3 separate regions of the Sus scrofa genome follow, and all the other regions are linked to region 2. The links are chromatin contacts, called in public HiChIP or PLAC-seq maps. All regions are on one chromosome and are shown on one strand. The core of a region is the stretch at or near the end of the contact, and the rest is flanking DNA. Distances in the headings are between cores, read along the strand shown.

Region 1 (3,486 bases), core at 211-2,710, 240 kb after region 2:
TTTTTTTTTTTTTTTTTTTTGTCTTTTTTGCCATTTCTTGGGCCACTCCCGTGGCATATGGAGAGTCCCAGGTTAGGGGTCGAATCTGAGCTGTAGCTGCCAGCCTACGCCAGAGCCACAGCAAGGCGGGATCTGAGCCGCGTCTGCCACCTACACCACAGCTCGCAGCAACACCGGATCCTTAATCCACTGAGCAAGGCCAGGGATCGAATCTGCATCCTCATGGTTCCTAGTCGGATTCGTTAACCACTGAGCCACGACGGGAACTCCCAGTTCTAATCTATTTAAAATGAAGTTTCTGACCCATTTAGAAGTAAATTTGGCTTTTTGACTATTTCTCTGCCTGCCATACATTTAGTATAGCCAGTCAGATGAAGGCACTCAATAATGTTTTAGAAGAAAATCAGAACAGAAAGAACCCTTTAAAGTCATCGAGCCCTTTATGTTACTTGTAAACAGACAATGAAGTAAGTTCCTTAAAATAAAGACAGGTAAAGAGAAAGCCTCCTGACTATAAATTTAGTCAAAATATTGCAACTGACCACCTCAGAGCTTGAGCAAGTTCTTTGTGAAGGTGAAAGAGCAGTTATAAGAAATCTCTGCTTCATGGAGTTCCCATGTGGCTCTGTAGGTTAAGGATTCAGAGTTGTCACTGTTGTGTTGTGGGTTGGATCCCCGGCCTGGGAACTTCCACATGCTGCAGGCTCAGCAAGCAACAAAAACAAAACAAAAAAAAGAAAAAAGAAAAAGAACAATCAAAAAGTCTGTGCTTCAGACCCAGGTGATTCCATTCTCTGTCTCCAGCTTCTGGCTTGCTCTCCTCCATCTTTCTCTACAATAGTCTGCTTCCTTTTGTTTAAAAAAGGATGGCTCCTACCATAAAAAGCATCATACTTAAATACAAAGGAAAGGAAAGTTACCTTAAAATATCCTTCATTGTTTTCTGTTTTGACTAGAAGGAACATGTAAGTTAGGGGGAAAAAAATGCTTTATTCATTTCCAGTGTTTGTTTTCTTTTTAAATTCAATCAGTTCATCAAGTAAGAAAAAAATTAATGTCTGAGACATTTGGAAACTACAAGGGATTTTGACCTCTGGTATCTCATTAAATTCCATAAGTAATGGTTTCTAGTAAGTGGAAGCTGGCGACATGTTTAGAAAGTAGTATACCAAAGGAGCATGTGCCATTTATGGGTAGCTTGATCTGCTTATGGGAACACAGTTTCAGTTCAGCTTTTTCCTGCCATCTCCCCTGACAGCAGGACCATGAACTCTGTTAGAATCTACTTTCTTTATATTTTTGCTTGTTTTGTACATTTTTCTCGAAGAAAACATTTTTTCCTTCCCTTATTAAATCATGCTAACAGATCCGTTTTGCTCCACATGAGTATAAATACCAAGGCAACACTGCTCTGAGCAGCAGGCACTATCGTGGATCCCCTTCAAGTGAGTCATGTTTCCTCTCTGAACGCATGTCTTAAATTTGCTAAATTCCTTTTCGTGATGTGTGTCATCGGTTTAAGCAACTTCCGTTGGTTTCATTGAATTCTCATCTGACTTCTGTTTTTCACTAACTGGAAGAGAGAGTCTTAACAAGACACAGAAACACTGGCAACTTTGTACACAAAACAAATAAGCAAACAAACAAAAAGCTGTGATTAGGCCCTGACTCAGTGGTGTTTTGATTCACGAACAGGGTTGCTAACATCTCTAGGAACATGATCTCAAGAAACACCGTAACTATTGCATCAAATTCATTCTTGTGTACACTCTTTAGCTCCTCCAAATACCCCTTCCTGTTTTGTTTTTCCTAGTTTTGTTTAATGTGGTCTAAGATGTTCTTATAGTTTTAAGGCAATAGATTAGGAAATTTGTAGAGATGTTTGAGCCTTATGACGATGGAGATACTTCTGAGGTCAAAAGCATTTTTTTACCTATTTAAAGAAACAAAAGTCCTTTAAACAATGATTCTTCAGACCCGAAGTGTGGTTCTTTTGAAAACTTTTCAATTAAGGATTTCTTTACCAGTTCCTACATATCATGTGGGTAATAATAAAACATCCCTTACCTAGTGAACAGTTGTTATTATTGGTTAAGCTGATGGAAATAAGAGAGAATTATGGCCAGCTGCAAAACATTCAATGAGTGGTGAAAGAAAATAACAGCTGGTATTCCACTTGCTATAAATATTTTTAATTAAAATTTGCCTCCTTGTTTTCAGTTTGGGTTAATAGCAGGGGTATTTAGTTAGTTACTGTACAGGTAAAGGGATGTCTTTCTCTTTGAGAATAGCTTTTTAACTTCTCTGTTAACAATAACTATGAGCAATAATGGTCTTATCCTACTGGACGATAAGAAAATGAGCTTCATGACAAAACTCTAATTCTTTTCTAATTCCGTACCCAAGAATTTCAAGGTTTTAGGTATTTACTTTTAATGCTTGTATTTCCAGATAATGAGTTTTTGTTGTCCATCAGGAGTTCTTACAAAAAGTGAGGATAGTGAAGAGATATGTATCTTAGAAATGCCTAAATGGGCCTGGGTTAGAAGTGTGTGTGTGTGCATGGGTGTGAGGATGGTGAATAGATGTATCTCAGAAATACCTAAATGGGACCCAAGTTAGAAGTATGTTCATGTGCGTGTGCGCACTCACGCACACACACACACACACACACACAATTTCCTCACTAAAATTCTGCCTTTTTGTCTTAGAGGACTTTCCTCCCACTCTTCATCTCATCACCCACTTGCTATCAAACATTGATGCTTTCTAGAATTTAGTTTCCCAGGTCATTTCTACTCTGCCTGCCCTCCTCAGACAGTTTTCATTTCTTTGTGGTATTAACCATGGCCTGTTTATTCATGATGCAAAACCCCCATTCTCTATCCCTGCCTTTTCTCTTATGCACTCAGGATATGTATCTTGAGTCCACTATGTACTTAATTGTCATTAGTTTCCCCACGTTGCTTCTCCTTCTGTCTTCTGGTACCAGTTAATGGTACCACTACCTACAGCATCACTGCAGCCAATAGCCTTGAGGTTACATGTGATTTCTCCTGTGCCCTCACATTTTCTTAACTATATCCTATCAGTCTCCAAGTTCTGATGATTTTACTTCTTAATATTTATCAGTTGTTTCCTCCATCTTCATCTTCATAGCTACATCCCTTTATCTTGACTGGGTGCATTATTGCCTAAAATGTTGCAGTAGCCTCTTAACTGGTCTCCTTCTTCTGAGATTTGACTCCTCAAATTTGTCACCTACCTAAAATGAAATTCGGCCATTTCACTTCCATGCTTAAACTTTTTCAGTGGCTTTCCTGCATCTCCAGTATACAGTGTGGAATTTTTCGCATGGAATTCAAGGTCATTCTCCATGACCTGGCCCCAGCCTATCTTTTCTACCACTCCCTACTTCGTACTCCAGGTTGAGTGAAACTGAACTGTTTGAGTCCTTCATTCATCAGGCTTCAAAAATGTAACTTA
Region 2 (3,247 bases), core at 410-2,909:
TCTTGCAATTCAGCACCTCCTACACAGAGCTAATTAAATAGAATGAGAGGCAAGGAGCAGACAAGAATCAAGCTCATAAATATTACATATTTTTATTAGTAACATACAAATGATCTTAATTAAACCTGCATTTTCCATGAGTAATAATCTCACACACCGTTTGTTCCCTTATCCAGAAGCTCAGCAGGGGGTGGAAGTGTCTTGGAATTTTAACATGAAGAGACTCCCTCTTGATTGAACAGACTTCTTTATTCTCTGTTTTACAGACTTTCAGAAAAACTGTAGTTTTTCCCCAGTTTCTAGGACTTAAGTGACTAAATGACTCACTTTTCCTCCGAGCTTAAGATGAGCCTGGGATCCTTGAGATAAGTCTTGCCATTTAAAAAAGATTTCAAACCAAGCCCATCTAATCCACAAAGGTCTAGGTTAGGTCTCCTTACGTCATCTATTCTCATTGCCCCCTGCCTTGTACTCACTCACATCTGTGATTATATGTTTTCCTGTGATTATTTTTTAAAAGTCTGTCTCCCTCTCTAGCTAGAAGCTCCTGAGATCAGGGATCTATCTTGTTCACATTCCATTTCCAGTGCTAAGCTTGCCTCTGATCTATGGCTGGTTCTTTGTGATTTGGGGTGTGTGTGTATGTGTGTGTGTGTGTGTGTGTGTGTGTATGTTGGGGGGAAGCTAAAGCCAGGGATTTTCTAACTGCTTCTTCTTTTTCAAATTGCAAAATAATTTGCATACAATGCAATTTACACTTTAAAGAGTATACTTTCACATGTTTTGACATATATATGGAGTCATGTACTTTTACCATAATCGAGATAAAGAGCAGTTATATCACTCCCCAAAGTTCCCTCCTTACCCCTTTGCAATCAATCCCCTGCTTCGCTTTCAGCCCCAGCTCCTGGCAACCACCAATCTGTTTTCTGTTTCTCTAGTGTTGCTTTTTCTAGAATATCATATAAATGGCCTCATACAGTGGGTAGTCTTTTGTGTCTGGCTTCTTTCATTTAGTATAATGCTTTTGAAATCCATCCATGTTGTTTTGTATATTAGTAATTTGTTTCTTTTTAAAACTGAGAAGAAATAGAGTAGATTCCTAATAATTGTTTGTTGAATATATAAAAAGAAATACAGACCTAAAAGAACATCTACTAATGGATTAATTGAGAAAATGTAAACATCTTTATCCATAAATATTTGCTCATTGCCTGGATAGTATGTTGATTATCCTTTGATGGTATAATTATAAATTTTAATATCAGGTCTTGTTTTTATCATCAGATTTTTTTAAAGGAGTGGTTTTCTAGGAGAATTGGGTTATTTAAGTACTACCTTTATAGTGGAAATGAAGTCATTCTTTGTTTCTGTGATACCTGGTTGTTAGCATCTGGATTATCCTATGAAAATTCACTGGAGACCTTGACATAAATTTGAGAGGAGGCTGATATTTTCAGCATAGATTATCCTCACTGGCACAGTGGGCACTCCACTTCTCAAGGAATAACTTCATGTTTCTGCTAAAATGGTGTGAAAAATGACCTTATTTGGATATTAAAAAGGAGAATTTGAAATACATCACTTGCAGAGTTCCTGTTGTGGCTTAGCGGTTTAAGAACCCAGCTAGCGTCTGTGAGGATGTAGATTTGATCCTTGGCCTTGCTCAGTGGGTTAAGGATCCAGCATTCACAGACGTGACTCAGATCTGGTGTTGCTATGGCTGTGGTGTAGGCCAGCAGCTGCAGATCCCATTTGACCACTAGTCTGGGAACTTCCACATACCACAGATGTGGCTGTAAAAAGGAAAAAAAAAAGAAAGAAAGAAAGAAAGAAAGAAAGAAAGAAAGAAAGGAAGAAAGAAAGGAAGGAAGGAAGGAAGGAAGGAAGGAAGGAAGGAAGGAAGGAAGAAAGAAAGATATCACTTGCTCAACCTTAGCCTTAGAGAAATAAAAATAAACATTGGATGCTTCCTAAAAGTTTTATCTTGGGTCCTTGAAGAATACTTTCCTCAGTGTTTACTCAGACCTCAGTAAGGAGGACTTTGATATTTTTGAAGAGTGCTAACATGAAGTTACTGAGATGAAAGGAAATTCAGGTCTGTCTTTTCTGTGATAACAAAATATCAAGGAGAGACAAACTATACAAGAAAATAAGACTAGATTAAGAATGAGATGTGGAATCTATGTATTAGCCAAGTAATTTCACCTCTTGTGACAGTGGTATTTGCTGATATTATCGGGATAAGTAATTAAATCCTATCTCTCGGGTTGCTTTTTTTTTTTTAATTTTCAAATGTTACTGCAAATGCAACTAGCAATTACATTCTCTTTGGATTTCTGGTTGTTTTCCTAGAGACAGTCCTGTATGATATTTGAACATAATTGCCCTCTCCCCTAATTTATCAGGGGAGATCACTATGGGGAAATTCTTCATTTCCTCCTTTGCAATAAATATCTCCATAAGCACACAGGAATCTTGCTTAAAAAAAAAAAGGAAGAAGGAGTCCTTAGCTTTTAACTCAAAAAGTACATATGACAATGTACAAGATAGTTTGTAGAATTCTTCGCATTTACTATGGAAAATTAGCAAATGCACAGCAGTTTTCCTAATACCTTTCTTATTGACTTACTGACCAGGCATTGTGCTAAGAGTGTGGACCTGTATTATCTCATTTAACTTTACAACCCTTCTCTAAGGTAGGTAAAGTATTGGCCATATTTGATAGAGCAGGAAACTGGGATTTCATTTTCTTGTTGGCTTTGTGTCTGGTTGTTCTAGTTGTAGCTGTATTGTGAGTCTGTTGGATTTCAAAGCTACTCCAGAGCTGTGGAAGGTGGAATAGGAGTAGGGCAAGTTAAAACACTACAAATCTTGCTATTCTTATCAAGATCCAGTCTTTTGTTGTTGTTGAATAAATACTCTCCAGATTGTTGTAAGCCTTTGGCTAATTTCAAGAATTCTGAAAAAGTTAACTTTGAAAAAATTTTCCCCTGTTTTCACTAGGACAGATTTTAGGGGTTCTTATTTTACCATTCCAACTGATATCCTAGGGAGTGAAAATTTTTAGCATGAAAGGTGATGGCTTATCTGAGTCATGCCTTTGTAAAAAAAATCTCTCATCAATATAGCACAAATACAGCAATACAGGTGTTCCCACTGTGGCTCAGCAGGTTAAGAACCTGAATAGTGTCTGTGAGGATGCGGGTTCGATTTCTGGCCTCACCATGGGTTAAGGATCTGGCTT
Region 3 (3,637 bases), core at 1,013-3,512, 140 kb after region 2:
ACCTCCATTATGGCAATTATAAATGGCTTCATATAGTGTATAATTTCCCTAGTCAAAATGTAAATGGAGTTCACATTGTGGCTTAGCTAACAAACCCGACTAGTATCAGTGAGGATGTGGGTTCAATTCCTGAAGGATCTAGCATTGCCATGAGCTGCAGAGTAGGTCGCAGACATGGCTTGGATCTTGTATAGCTGTGGCTGTGGTGTAGGCCAGCACTGCAGCTCTAGTTCAACGCTTAGGCTGGGAACCTCCATATGCTGTGGGTGTGGTCCTAAAGAAAAGAGGGTGGGGGATGTATATAACCATGCCTTAACTTTTTTTCATTTTTAAAAATAGAATTAAATCTATTTTGGTTTGCACAGTTTGGTTATTAGACCATAACGAGATCAAGATTTAACTTGCATTTCCTGGCTCTAACTGTATCTTCTAGAATGACATTGGAGAAATCTAATCCCTCTTCCATGAGACAGTTTTCAGTGCTTAAAAAAAAAAAAAAAAAACTATCATGTTCCTCTTAAAAATTGTCTTTTCCAAAGTAAACATCCTCAGCAATTTCAATCGTTCCTCACAAGTTGTGGTTTCCAGACCCTTCACAAGATTGTTTGTTCTCCTCTGGATAAGCTCCAATTTGTCAATGTCCTCTATAAAGCATGGTGCCAGAATTAATTGCCATAATAACAATAACCATAATAATAATAACCACCATTTATTAAGTTGCACAGTGTTCCAGGAACTAGGCTAAAAGCTTAGCTCATTTAATCCTCACAAAACCCTCTAATGTATGTGTTATTATCCTTATTTTTTTAAATAAGGAAACCAGTTTTAGTATGTTAAGTAATATGTCCAAGGTCACACAAATAGAAAGTACAGAGCTAAGATTAAAATATGCTCTGTGTTCTGAACAACTTTATAATGCTCCAGAATTTTCCAACCTTGTAAAATTTAGGACCTAGATTTTAAGCTTTTGTGAGAACGTCTTAAGACTTCATTATCTTGTTTGCTGATTTCATGTTTATGAAAAGTGTGACAGAGCTCAGTTCTCCCAGGACAGGCTTAAAAACACTAATTCATTCATTTGTCAAATACTTATTGAGTGTCTACTTCCCACCAAGCCCTGTTTCAGAAGGTGACAATCTAGAGCTAAACAAGGTAGACAAAGATCCTATATTCACAAGGCTGACATTCCTTTGGGGGAGACAGACATTCTATAAGTAAACAAAGATGGTGTTGGGTGGTATAAAGAAAAGACAGAGTAATGTGCTAGAGAGTAATTGCATTGGGGTCTGAGGGAAAGACAAGATGAGACTTGGCTATCAGAGGAGGCTTTTTGGTGACAAGCAGCCTTAGACCTGAATGATGAGAAGGAACCAGACAAATAAGGACCTGAGGATCTGCAGGAAGAACATTCAGGCTTAAGAAATGGCAAGGGCAAAGGTCCTGGAAACAGAAGAAGCTTAGTGAGTTCCTGAAACACAAAATGACCTATGTGGCTAAAAGCAGTGTGAACGATGGAAGAGTGGAAGGGGATAACTATAACTTCAGACACACAGGCAAGGCTAGATCACATAGGGTCTTTAGGCCTGCAAAGGATTTGGGGTTGTTGGTTCTTTTTTTCCCCCAAGTGTAATGGGAACCCCATGTTGAGTTTTATGAAAAGCAGCCTCATCTAATTAATCTTTTAAAAGGATGACATCACTGCTGTGTAAAGAACAGATTTTAGGAGGCAAAAATGAAAGCAAAGCAATGAGTTAGAAAGCCGGCGATTCCACTGTCCTGGTAAGAAACACTTGTGGTTCAGATCAGGTGGTAGCTGGCCCAAAGGTGACTTAGATCACTGGAGGGAAATGGATGAGTTCAGGAAAATGGAAGAGGAGTGGACAAAAATTTCTGGTAAATCAAGTGTGGTAAGAGATAGAAATTGGTTTAACTCTTGGATTTGGGGGCTGATGGGAATGTTGTACATACTTGTTACATATACAGGTATATACAGGTATGTACATAGACCTCTATACACATTATACAGGCCGTTTACATATATTAACTAATTACTAATTACAAATATTAATTGCCAGAGTCCTATGAGGTAGCAGGTATTTCCTGAAACTATTTCTGACAAAGAACCTGAGATTTAGAGAGGTTAAACAACTTGATTCTGGTCATGTAGGTAGTAAATTGGGAAGCCAAGATTTGCACCCAGGTGTGCCAGGCATCAAAAGCAGTGCGCTTTCTCCTATGCGACAGCGCCACCCCCGGAGCGCTGATGGAGACTGCAGCTTGCCTGCGCGGTGAGAGAGAAAGAATTCCGCAGCTGAACACGGAGTCACATGTGAGGACATGTTCTGTTATCAAAGGACACATGTTGCCAGGCCTCCCTTTGGTTCCTTGAAGGGCTATTTTCCATTTTTGGAATCTTCTGTCTTGGAGATGTGAGCACGTGGGGTGGAGTCAGAAGTACATGAAATGATTAAGCAGATGGAGAAAATGACTTCCGAGAAATGACGAAAAGATTGCAGCTCTGCTCAGTGATGACTAAAGAGCCCATCAGTCTGTAAATATTTCATTGGTGGAAACTCAGGAAGAGAGGATTTTTCTTTTTTTCCAGAAAGTAGAGCAGAATTGTATGAAGGGACAGGAAAAGTGTAGAATCCCTAAATCTGATCTTAACTTTATGACGTTAGTAGCTTATAATGACTCTGTGTCTAAACATTCTCATCTTAAAGGAATGAGCTAAGATTGAGGTCATTTCTCCAGAAAGGCATCAAAATCCACAGAAAATACTTCTTCCTTTTATTGATTGATTGATAAATATTTATTAGCCCTCTACTTTACAAGAAGAGGATTTGGGGTATAGTATAGGTGTCCATTTCACATATTTTAAATTTACAGTGAAACTTTTTTTTTTTAATGAGACAGCTATTATGACAATTCCTCCACAGTAATCGTCTGTCTGCCATCAGAATTTATTCCTACACTGAAGCATATTAACTATCGTCATGTGCCAGAGTCTTAAAGGAGTCAGCAGAGGAAGGGTAATGCTGGTACCAAGGATCTCTATTGTCTGAATCATGCTACGCTCTAAAGAATGGGGAGGCTTAAGTTTCAAACACAGGCTGGAGATTTCCTTGCATTTGCCACAATGTACGTTTGTCTGCACATTTGTTAGTGAAATGAGAGAACACGGCTGCTTGATAACAGAAACAACTGTCCAATACACTGCATACATTATCTCCCCAAGTACAGTATGAAAATTATATCCATCAGGCTGCGAAGTCAGAGAACCTCAGTTTATCAGCTACTTCTGGGCTATATGCAAAAGCTAAAGCCACTGAGGGAAAGGCTTCTTGAAAAACACAACTGTCCTTTTCAGATATTTTTGAAATCTCATATTCTTTTTCTGATGTTTTTGGCCCTCTGCTCTTGCATGGTTGGGAGGCCATCCTGAGGCCCGAAGGTTAAAGAGGAATCCAAGTGGATGTGCCGTCTTAATGGACTTTGAATGTGCTCCAGAATGCCACTTTTTCAGTGTTGCTTTTACAAGTTACACCTGAAAAAAATGGGCCTGAGTCCAGTAGGAAGGACATAATATTTTCCTGAATATGCAAAAAAGGAGTGGGGTGTAGTCTCTATTCCTGTG

Evidence for each region. HiChIP or PLAC-seq counts read pairs in DNA pulled down with a chosen protein or histone mark.
Region 1: an H3K27ac HiChIP or PLAC-seq map of alveolar macrophages shows a contact between it and region 2. The contact joins two enhancer-like sites. A contact is called at or near these places in 1 of 47 Hi-C or Micro-C datasets (embryonic fibroblasts) and 1 of 2 datasets of contacts at active chromatin or transcription factors (alveolar macrophages).
Region 3: an H3K27ac HiChIP or PLAC-seq map of alveolar macrophages shows a contact between it and region 2. The contact joins two enhancer-like sites. A contact is called at or near these places in 2 of 47 Hi-C or Micro-C datasets (embryonic fibroblasts and fibroblasts) and 2 of 2 datasets of contacts at active chromatin or transcription factors (alveolar macrophages and skeletal muscle).

Annotation. Positions count from the first base shown.
Region 1 is chr5:38,845,880-38,849,365 of Sscrofa11.1, reverse strand. No RefSeq gene overlaps it. Among named protein-coding and RNA genes, the nearest start is that of KRR1, 26 kb to the right of the region's middle. Within about 2 kb of position 1,460, at least 27 of the 83 cell types and tissues checked have an H3K27ac peak or open chromatin away from gene starts, as enhancers often do. A contact at or near this core is called in alveolar macrophages, where this site is marked.
Region 2 is chr5:39,090,368-39,093,614 of Sscrofa11.1, reverse strand. No RefSeq gene overlaps it. Among named protein-coding and RNA genes, the nearest start is that of PHLDA1, 230 kb to the left of the region's middle. Within about 2 kb of position 1,659, at least 1 of the 83 cell types and tissues checked has an H3K27ac peak or open chromatin away from gene starts, as enhancers often do. A contact at or near this core is called in alveolar macrophages, where this site is marked.
Region 3 is chr5:38,952,381-38,956,017 of Sscrofa11.1, reverse strand. No RefSeq gene overlaps it. Among named protein-coding and RNA genes, the nearest start is that of KRR1, 130 kb to the right of the region's middle. Within about 2 kb of position 2,262, at least 21 of the 83 cell types and tissues checked have an H3K27ac peak or open chromatin away from gene starts, as enhancers often do. A contact at or near this core is called in alveolar macrophages, where this site is marked.